Regions from separate parts of the Arachis hypogaea genome. Here region 1 is linked to region 2. A link is a contact called in public Hi-C data. All regions are on one chromosome and are shown on one strand. Each heading gives the region's core, a stretch centred on a gene start, on an enhancer-like site or on the middle of the called end of the contact. The rest is flanking DNA. Distances are from core to core; before and after follow the strand shown.

Region 1 (4,436 bases), core at 1,062-3,561, 97 kb after region 2:
TGTTAGTTATTTTTTAATCAAATAATTTAAAAAAATAGGATTTTATATTTTTTTTCCTTCTCCTTTTCTTCTTTATTTCTCCTCTTCTTTTGTTGTTTTTTCTTTTTTCTTTTTTTTTGCCCTTACTTCTTGTTAGGGGTGGTAAAACGGATCGAGCCCGTTGGGCCGATCCACTAAACCCGCTAAAAAAGTAGGGTCGGACTAGGATTTGGAGCCCGCCAAATAAAAAAAAACCCGCCAAACCCGCACCGCCAAATTGGCGGGTTTTAGCGGGGCGGGACGGGCCGGTCCGCCGGACCAAAGATTTTTATTTTTCTTTTTTTTATTAAATAAAAGAGTGATTACTATTATAAAATTAATAATTATATAATTTTTAAACACTTTTTCTTATTTTTTGTTTTTATTCTTCTTTTAGTTATTAACTTTATTTATTTTATTTTACAATTTCGTATATATGCTCAAATTATGTGACTTATTTTTTAAAATAAAGATGATTCTATTGACAAATATTATTTTGAACAATTTTATTGAAGTTAAAAATTAAAAAAATAATAAAAAAACTATATTATAATTTGACTATATTTTATTTGTATTTGATTTTTTAATTATTATTTTTTGGTTAATTTTAATGAATTTTATTTAAAAAAAAAAAAGAAGCGGGCTAACCCGCCAATCCGCCATAAAGTGGGGCGGGCTAGCATTTTGAACCCATTTTAATTGGCAGGGCGGGCCGATCCGCCCCGTTTATAGGATGGGCCTAGGCGGGGCGGGGCGGGTTGGAGCGGCCGGCCCGCTTTGCCACCCCTACTTCTTGTTGCTCTACTTGCTGCTGCTACTTTGTTTTTTTTTTTTTCTTTTCTTCTTTATGTTTTGTTATAATTTTTGGGTTTTAGTTCAAAAGTTTTTGTATTCTTGTTAAGAAAAATTATGTTTTTTTTTTTTAATATTTATGTGTTGTTTATAAAAAAAATTTCTTGGTTTTTATAAAATTTTCATATACCTGCTATTAAAAAAATACTTTTTGAAAGACATAATTAGAATTTGACTTAAAAAAAATATTTGTTCACCTTCAATTAGTATGGAAAATCACTCTTCCTCTTTAATAGATATATAAGAATTTCTCTTTACTTCAAGTTATATATATAAAGTTAACCATACTACATATATATATTAAAATCCAATCACTCATATGAACTACGAATATGAAAGATAGAATATACATTGAAAATGTATGAAGTACATGTCACATACCCACACTTTCCATTAGAAATTTAGATTTTATGGAATCGGAAAATATATTTGTGTAAATATGAAAATTAATTATTCTTGAAGACTCAAACCCTAGCAAAGTCTTGAATAATTGTTTGCCATTTTGGATCCGTGGTCGAGTACTGCAAAAGTACAATCACTACATGGGAGGATGGGATTATGGGATTATGGGAACAAGCACGGTGGAGGTGTTTTCCAATAGGCTAGGGACATTTCAGTAATTTTATGTGATAATTGAAAATTGTTATATTGATGCCGTTTGATATTAGGAGCATCAAAAGTGTAGTGTTATATTTTTCGAAGAATAAAAATGATGAATAGATAAATATTCACTTTTATAAATAGTACTAGACATTTTTAAGAGAATATGTTATTTTATTTTTATTAATTTTTTAAAATAAATTATGCACATCATTCTTCATTTTCTTCATACAAAACATCTCCATCATAGAATTATTTTTCTTTTTGGAGGGGAGGGAGGGGCGAGTTTAGGAAGTTTTTTTTTTTTTTTAACAGTATTTTTCAACTCGACAGGCCAATAACTATTTAGAACGAAACTTCATTTAAGGGTTTGTTGTTGGCCAATGAATTGCTGTATGTACAAGACAATATTCGAATCTCCGACACTTACTTAAATAGACTAGTGAATTAGCCACTAAACCAACCCAATTTGATTAGAATTGTTCTTTTTTTTTTTTTGTTCCCCACGATATCCCCAATCCGACAAGCCAATGACTAAAAATTCAAACTCCCGATACTTGTTTAAACAGACTAGTGAGTTAACCATTAAACCAACCCAACTTAGCTAGAATTGTTCCCTTTTTTTATTCTGATCAAAAGTGTAATTTTAAAATCAAGAGGAATGTACGTAAACTTTTATTAGAAGCATATCTTGAGACTAGCAAGCCCAATGGATAATTAATTAGTACATAGTCCAATTCAGTCTAAGATCACAGACATAGTCCAGTCCAATACATCTCCAAATGAAAAAGTTCCCATATTTCAAATTTTGGTTCCTCATAAAAAATAAAACAATTGAGTACCAAAAAACAAAACACTTGTAGAGACGCACTACAAAATTTTCCAAGAGAGCAGCGGCATCACCCTAGATCCCCCCAAAAGAAAAAGAAGAAAAAAAAGAAAAGAAAAGATAAAGGAGCAGTGGCAACAACGTCAATCAAAATATTTCATCTATCTGCCTTGGTAGCACTCACCTTTTTATTTATTAGTTATTGGCTATTACCTTGCTTTCAGTATCCGAAGTGCCAAGAAGTGGCATTTAGTAATATCAATTTAACCCAGACTGTGTACAGATATAACATAACAGCTCATCTAGGTATCTATAACATTGATAAAGCAATGTAGTTAATATAGCTAATGTCAAACAATCAATAAAAGACTTGAAACTAGTTTTCTCCTTCTATAGCTTGCATACAAACACATATGATGCTTCATTAGTTTATGACAAAAATGCAACAATAACCTGAGTTCAGAAACCTGCCTGGACAACAAATAACAATACAAAAATTTACTCTCAAACCTTGAGAGAGCTTCCAAATTTGATTTTATGCATGCTGGTAATGGTGCAACTTGTACAATAACACCTTTCCTGCAGAGTTTCCTACAGCCATGAAACCACCACCTGGACTAAAATCAAGACAGCGGGGGTAACTCAGGCTTGCATTCGGCGGCGGCCAGTTGGAAAACACAGTATATGACGGGATATGTATCAATTTCAAACTGCTCTTTTTCATGCCTGAACAGATTGCTAATATTTGAGAGTCGTGATTGAATTTCATAAAATCTACTTTAGTGGTCAAATTCTCAATGGTCTTGATAGGCTTCCTCTTGCCCCCGAGGAATTCCTCTCTATTGTAAATATTCACAATTCCGCTGTCTGAACCAGCTGCGAAAAGTTTTCCACCTGGAGAAGTACTAAGAGCTGTGCTGTTTATGCAGCCTTCATCTACGCCTTTATGCATGCAAGTCATTGTTCTCAGATCCCAGTGGTAAACCTGGCCATCACCGCCACCGCTCAACAACTGCTGTCCATCTTCTGCAAAAGCTAAGGATCGAACTGTTCCATTCATCTTTAAGGTACTAACCAATTGCTTTGTTTTTGACGAAACTAATAAAATGTAACCCTCATTACCCACAAAAGCTACTAATTTAGAATCAGGCGAGACCTCGAAATTTTCCAAACTTTTCTCTTCCCTACCAACTAAAGGACCTACTTTATCAACCTTAGCCTTAACCAAATCAAAACTATAGAAAAACTTTCGTCTTCCCGATAAGATAACCTGAGATCCATCTGGCAAGAAAGCAGCTTTCCGAATGGGGCAATCTTCAAGGAAGATGCTTTGAATCTTGGTGTTACGTTTGCCATCAATTTGAAAAAATCTAAGCTTTCTGTCCAATCCTGTAGCAAGAAGGAGCTGAGCATTTCTATGGAACTGAACAGAATTTATTGGGCCATTAGATGGATCCTGTATATTAGCATCAACTAGCTTTGAGTATTCAACATGTCCGGGCAGTAGTTTCGAGCTACTCTTCACAACCAGGTCTTCATTTGTTCTCAGAATATCATCCACATCCTTGTTACCTTGGTTCAATGCAGCTTCATTTTCTTCATCTGACTCATCATCAGAAGATCTATCTATTTTGGACCTCGAATCAATCTGTGCCCAATCAGTTCCTGGGTTCAGCTTTACATGCTGAGCCCTCAATCTTGACACATACTCTGAACCAGAAATCAAATCCTCATCCTCTTCCTTCCTCAACTTCCTTAACCTGTTAACATTTGCTATGTTAATAGTGGCCTTTTCTTCTTCATCATCCACCCACACAGGTTTTCTCTGCACGGCAGCCCTATCATCATCACTTTCCTCTGAAATGTCAGCATCTTCCTCATAAACAGAAAGCACATTATTTGCAGAACGGTCAGTAAAAAACAAATCCGAGCTCTTTTTATCCCCAATTTCTACTTCATTATCCTCCTTTCCAAATTCAACAGGGGAATACAGAGAGCCAAACAAAAAGCTTTCCAGCTTTTTCATTTCTCTCACTTGTTGCATTTCTGACTGTTCTCGCTTCCTCTTCTTTGCCTTCAGAGCTTCATCATCAGAATCTTTCCCATCCTCAACCTCTTCATGATTGAGAGGTTCTTT
Region 2 (4,394 bases), core at 1,684-4,183:
TTTCAAGGGTCTTCAAATTCGGACATTTAGACAAGGAGATCAATGCACTATCACTGATACTAGTACAATAGGCTGCATTTATTGTCTCAAGGCGAGGGCAACCGTGAGCAATTGCTGAAATGCCCAAATCTGTTATTCCTGTGGACCTGAGAAGGAGAAGAAAAAATTAAAATAAATCCCTGGTGACAACTCATGGTGATCTTTCAGTTAACTGTTCAATTGATAAAATTGATTCTAGATTTATTTAACCAATGAGCAACCCGTAAAATTTATTGAAGCCAGTTCTGCTAGATCTTATGTGATTTCAATGTAGTGCATATTTTCAACCTAATTCAATTTCACTTGATGCAAAAGAATGATGTTTAAATTAAAAGCAAAACATAAAATTGAAATTGTCATATAACACCAAGGATGCATACATTATACATTAAATCTAAAGCCTATAAATTTGAATCACAAACCTGTAGAGATCCAGCTCCTTTAAATTTGAGCAGCACATGCCGACATAGGCGAGTCCTCTGTCCGTTATGTTCAAGCAAATTCCTACTTTCAGGACGGAGAGTCTTGAACAACGAGAAATGGACTTAAGACCTTCATCGTCAATTTCATTATCTGTTAGGTCAAGCTCCTGAAGTGAATGGCACTTCTGTCCAATCAAGATAAATGCTTCTTGTGAAACTAGAGTGCACGACTCCATTCTGAGAGATGTGAGATTAGTGCAAGAATTCGCAATGCTGGCAATGGAGACGTCAGTTATCTTGCGGCAGCACGTGATATCAAGCTTCCTCAAATCTCTGTGTTTAGACACGAGAAATGAGAGAGCTTCATCCGTCACTCCCATGCATTTGCTTAGACTTAGTTCCCGAAGTGAAATGCACAAATTTCCAATGGCCCTTAATCCAGCACAGGTAACCAGGCAGCCGTCTAATACAATTGATTGCAACATGGAGAGTTTACTCAAACCATCAGCAAGAGCAACAGTCACCTGGAAAATCAAATAACAACAATTAGCAACAATTGAAACCATCGAGCCCAAGTACTGAAAACAAAAAATTTACCAAGATATAACAATTACAGGAGAGCCATCTGCCAGGATGAGTTGCTCCATGCATCCAGAAATACTTGTTAACTTGGCCAGACCAACATGACTAATATTTTGACAACCTTTGATATCAAGTTTCTGCAGAAGGCAGCAGGTAGCAAGTTAGATCAAGAAAACAAGTGCATAGTTGAAGAGAAGGAAAAATCAATAGTACACCAATTGATGCAAACAAATGTTCCATCTAAAAGAAAATACATACCTTTAGCGTCCTGCACCCTTGTTTGAAGACATCGTCTGCAAGGCTGTCATCATCAATGCCATAGCATCCTTCAAGGACCAAATCTTCAAGATGTTGCAACTTAAATATTGATTGCAGGCATTTGTCTGTGATCTGCACAACACAATAAACAAATTAGACAAACAACATCAACCAGATCTTTCTAAAAACCTATAACTCAATAGGAAAAACCGACCCTACATTCAAACAGTAATAAGTAAATTTAATATCAAAAGAACAGCTCAAACGCTATATACTATTGATGGTATCTAATGTTGTTGTTTCTCATAGTAAACCAATAAAAAACTAACTGGAAAACCAATTCATTATTTTTGCTTTTCATCACTAACTTATCCTCACTTGAGCTGCTTCAGTTTCAAATACACTTGGTAACACCATCAACAATTATTAACAAGTAATAGTAATAATTCACGGATTCCAATTCCAAATATACATAAAAATAAATAAATCAAAATATCAAACATGTGGAGGTCATTAATCCAACCCGTAATTTCAATCACCAACCAATTTTCCATTTTTGTTTCAAAAAACAAATAAAGACGACACATCATAATACTAACTATTGAACCAAATTAGAGACAAGAACAAGAACAAGAACTCACAGGCAAATAGGAGAGATCCAAACTCTGAAGGTCCTTGCACTTGATCGCAAGCAACTCAACCCCCAAATCACCAACACCAACGCACCATTTCAAGCTTATCAACTTCAGCTTCCTGCAACCCACCGCTATACACCCGATCCCCATGTCCGTAACGAGCTTACACCTAGCCAGCCACAGCTTCTCTAAATTCTTCGCACGCGCCACCGCCGCCGCCGCCGCGTCCCTCAGTTCCGTCGCGTTCGACAAATCCAGCTCCGCCAAGTTCGGGCAGTTGACAACCACGCTCGTCAGCCCCGCGGCGGTGAAGAATCTCGACCTGGAGAGATCAAGTCGGCGGAGCGCGTGGCCGCACGCGCCGGCTAGCGAGTTGAGCGTCGGATCAGTGACGCGCGGGCAGAGGGTTAGGTCGAGGTTGGAGAGGTTCGGGTAGCGCGTGAGGAGGCGCGTGAGGTTGTGGTGGTCGGAGCGCAGTGGTCGGAGGTTGCGGCGGTGGCGGGATTCAAGTGAGTGGAAAGAGCGGCAAACAAGAGCGAACGATTTGAGCGAAGATGGTTGGTTTTCGAGGAAATCGAGGATTATGAAGATGAGTTCTTCCGATAACGCATCGAAGGGGTTGTTTCTACCGTGGTCCATAGTTGGGTGGAGTAGTTTCTGCTTCTTCATTATTTGTTTTTTTTTTTTTTTCTCTTTTGGTCCTCCAAAGAAGAAAAGAGAAGAGGAAGAGGAAGAGGAAAAGAGTGAGTTGTTTTTGTTATAACGGTTTAACAGAAGATTTATTGCTTGATGATTGATTTATTGGAGACGAGAGAGGAAGATGGGTGAGGTGTTTTGTTATAAGGACTAAAATGCCCCTATCAATCACTTGTCATCTTTTATATTTAAGACTAAATAGAGCGTTGTGTACCTGCCGGGCTTATCTATCTACACTTTCAAATGACAAAAAAGTCCCTTGTTCCCTTCTATTCCTTTTCAACTTGTGTTGCTCCAACCCCCAAGTCAGGTGCTAGGTACAACCTAGTTTATTATGTAACATTCATTTCAAGGATAATTGCTAATAATTAACTTTCATATGTTTTAATTTTTTATAACAATTAATATAGGTTGGATTTATTTATTAAAAAAGTATATACATATCAAAAATTAATTATCGTGTCAATCGATATATTTATGTATAAATATATATTATTTAAATTATTTTTAATATATATTTTATATTTTAATATATATTTTATATTAATAATTAATTTAATGTTTAATTTTTTGTATACACCGTATATGTAGTATAATTATTAATTATAGTATTTTTAAAAAAAATTAATATTTTTTATAATTGTGAAGAAGAACTCAAAATTGATTTTAAGTAGCAAATTTTTTTAATTTTATTCTAAAATAAATCTATCCGATAAATAACAAAATGTTTACTTTCTATTTAAAAATAAAATTAAATTTTACTCATACAAATAATAAATATATACCAAAGAATATATATTTAAATAATATTTTGTTTGATAAAACAAAAGAAAGAAAAAGTGGCAGTACGATATATAGAACGTTAATAACTAGAGGAAGGGTGTTTTGGTCAGATATGGAAGATAAAAGCAGCCGTACGGAGAAGGACAGGTATGAACGGAAATAATAAGTGGAAAAGCGGGAGGGTAAGAAGGTAATTTAGGGGCTAGTGAGTGGCTTTCATTATCTGATGCAGATGACATATGGTGGAGGACTATATGAGGAAGGACAGATTCAAGTGCGGCCAGTACGATGGCCAGGACCATTCCTTGCCCCATAATTCACACTAACCTTTTTTCTACTTTTCTTGCTTAAATTAATTATTTATTTTTAAAACAACTTTTTCTTCTTCTTGTTATCTTTCTTATATTCTATTATATATATAAAATTTCTTACATGTTGTAAAATAAAATTATATCATTTTATTAACAAAATTTGTATTTTTTTAGAAAAATAATAACTTTTAAATAATTAATTAAAATTTAATGAAAAATTGTTCAATCAATATTTTAAATAATAAAAGTTGTCTTTGAAATTAGGTTTTGACAACATCAATATACACAAATTTTATTACAAAATTTAATTATCATTAATTTAAATAATTATCTATGACATATTAAATTAATAATTATATACTACTTACAAATTTAGATAACATGTATGAAATTACAGTCCAAATCTAAGGGCGGTCCGATGAGAGATAAACAGATTTAAAAGAAATTATATATATAGAGCAGAATTTTCTTATTGATTGTAAGAAATGTTATTATATAAAAGATTTTTAAATAAAGAAAGAGAAAAGGTTGCGAAAAGTCCAAAGTTTGAAAATAAAAAAGAATTGCCGTACTTATAGGTGGCCTTGCATAGTACCTGCCTGACTCAGATAAGAACAGTTGGAGGGGGAAAAAAAACTTTGGTGGTGGGTGGTGCCATGATTATGAGA

The links. A called contact is a pair of places that touch in the nucleus more often than the background predicts.
Region 1: a contact with region 2 is called in a Hi-C map of an unstated tissue, with 3 times the contacts expected there. The contact joins the enhancer-like site here to the promoter of LOC112728096 in region 2. A contact is called at or near these places in 2 of 8 Hi-C or Micro-C datasets (leaf and an unstated tissue).

The regions. Positions count from the first base shown.
Region 1 is chr12:106,948,885-106,953,320 of arahy.Tifrunner.gnm2.J5K5, forward strand. It overlaps LOC112728097 (U3 small nucleolar RNA-associated protein 18 homolog), which reads right to left. Exons shown (of 2, transcript XM_025778083.3): 2 at 2,586-4,436. The coding sequence ends at 2,835. Among protein-coding and RNA genes, the nearest start is that of LOC112728097, 4.9 kb to the right of the region's middle. Within about 2 kb of position 2,312, at least 1 of the 3 cell types and tissues checked has open chromatin away from gene starts, as enhancers often do.
Region 2 is chr12:106,851,563-106,855,956 of arahy.Tifrunner.gnm2.J5K5, forward strand. It overlaps LOC112728096 (F-box/LRR-repeat protein 3), which reads right to left and starts at 2,934. Exons shown (of 7, transcript XM_025778081.3): 1 at 1,943-2,934; 2 at 1,302-1,433; 3 at 1,076-1,180; 4 at 462-985; 5 at 1-146. The coding sequence starts at 2,605.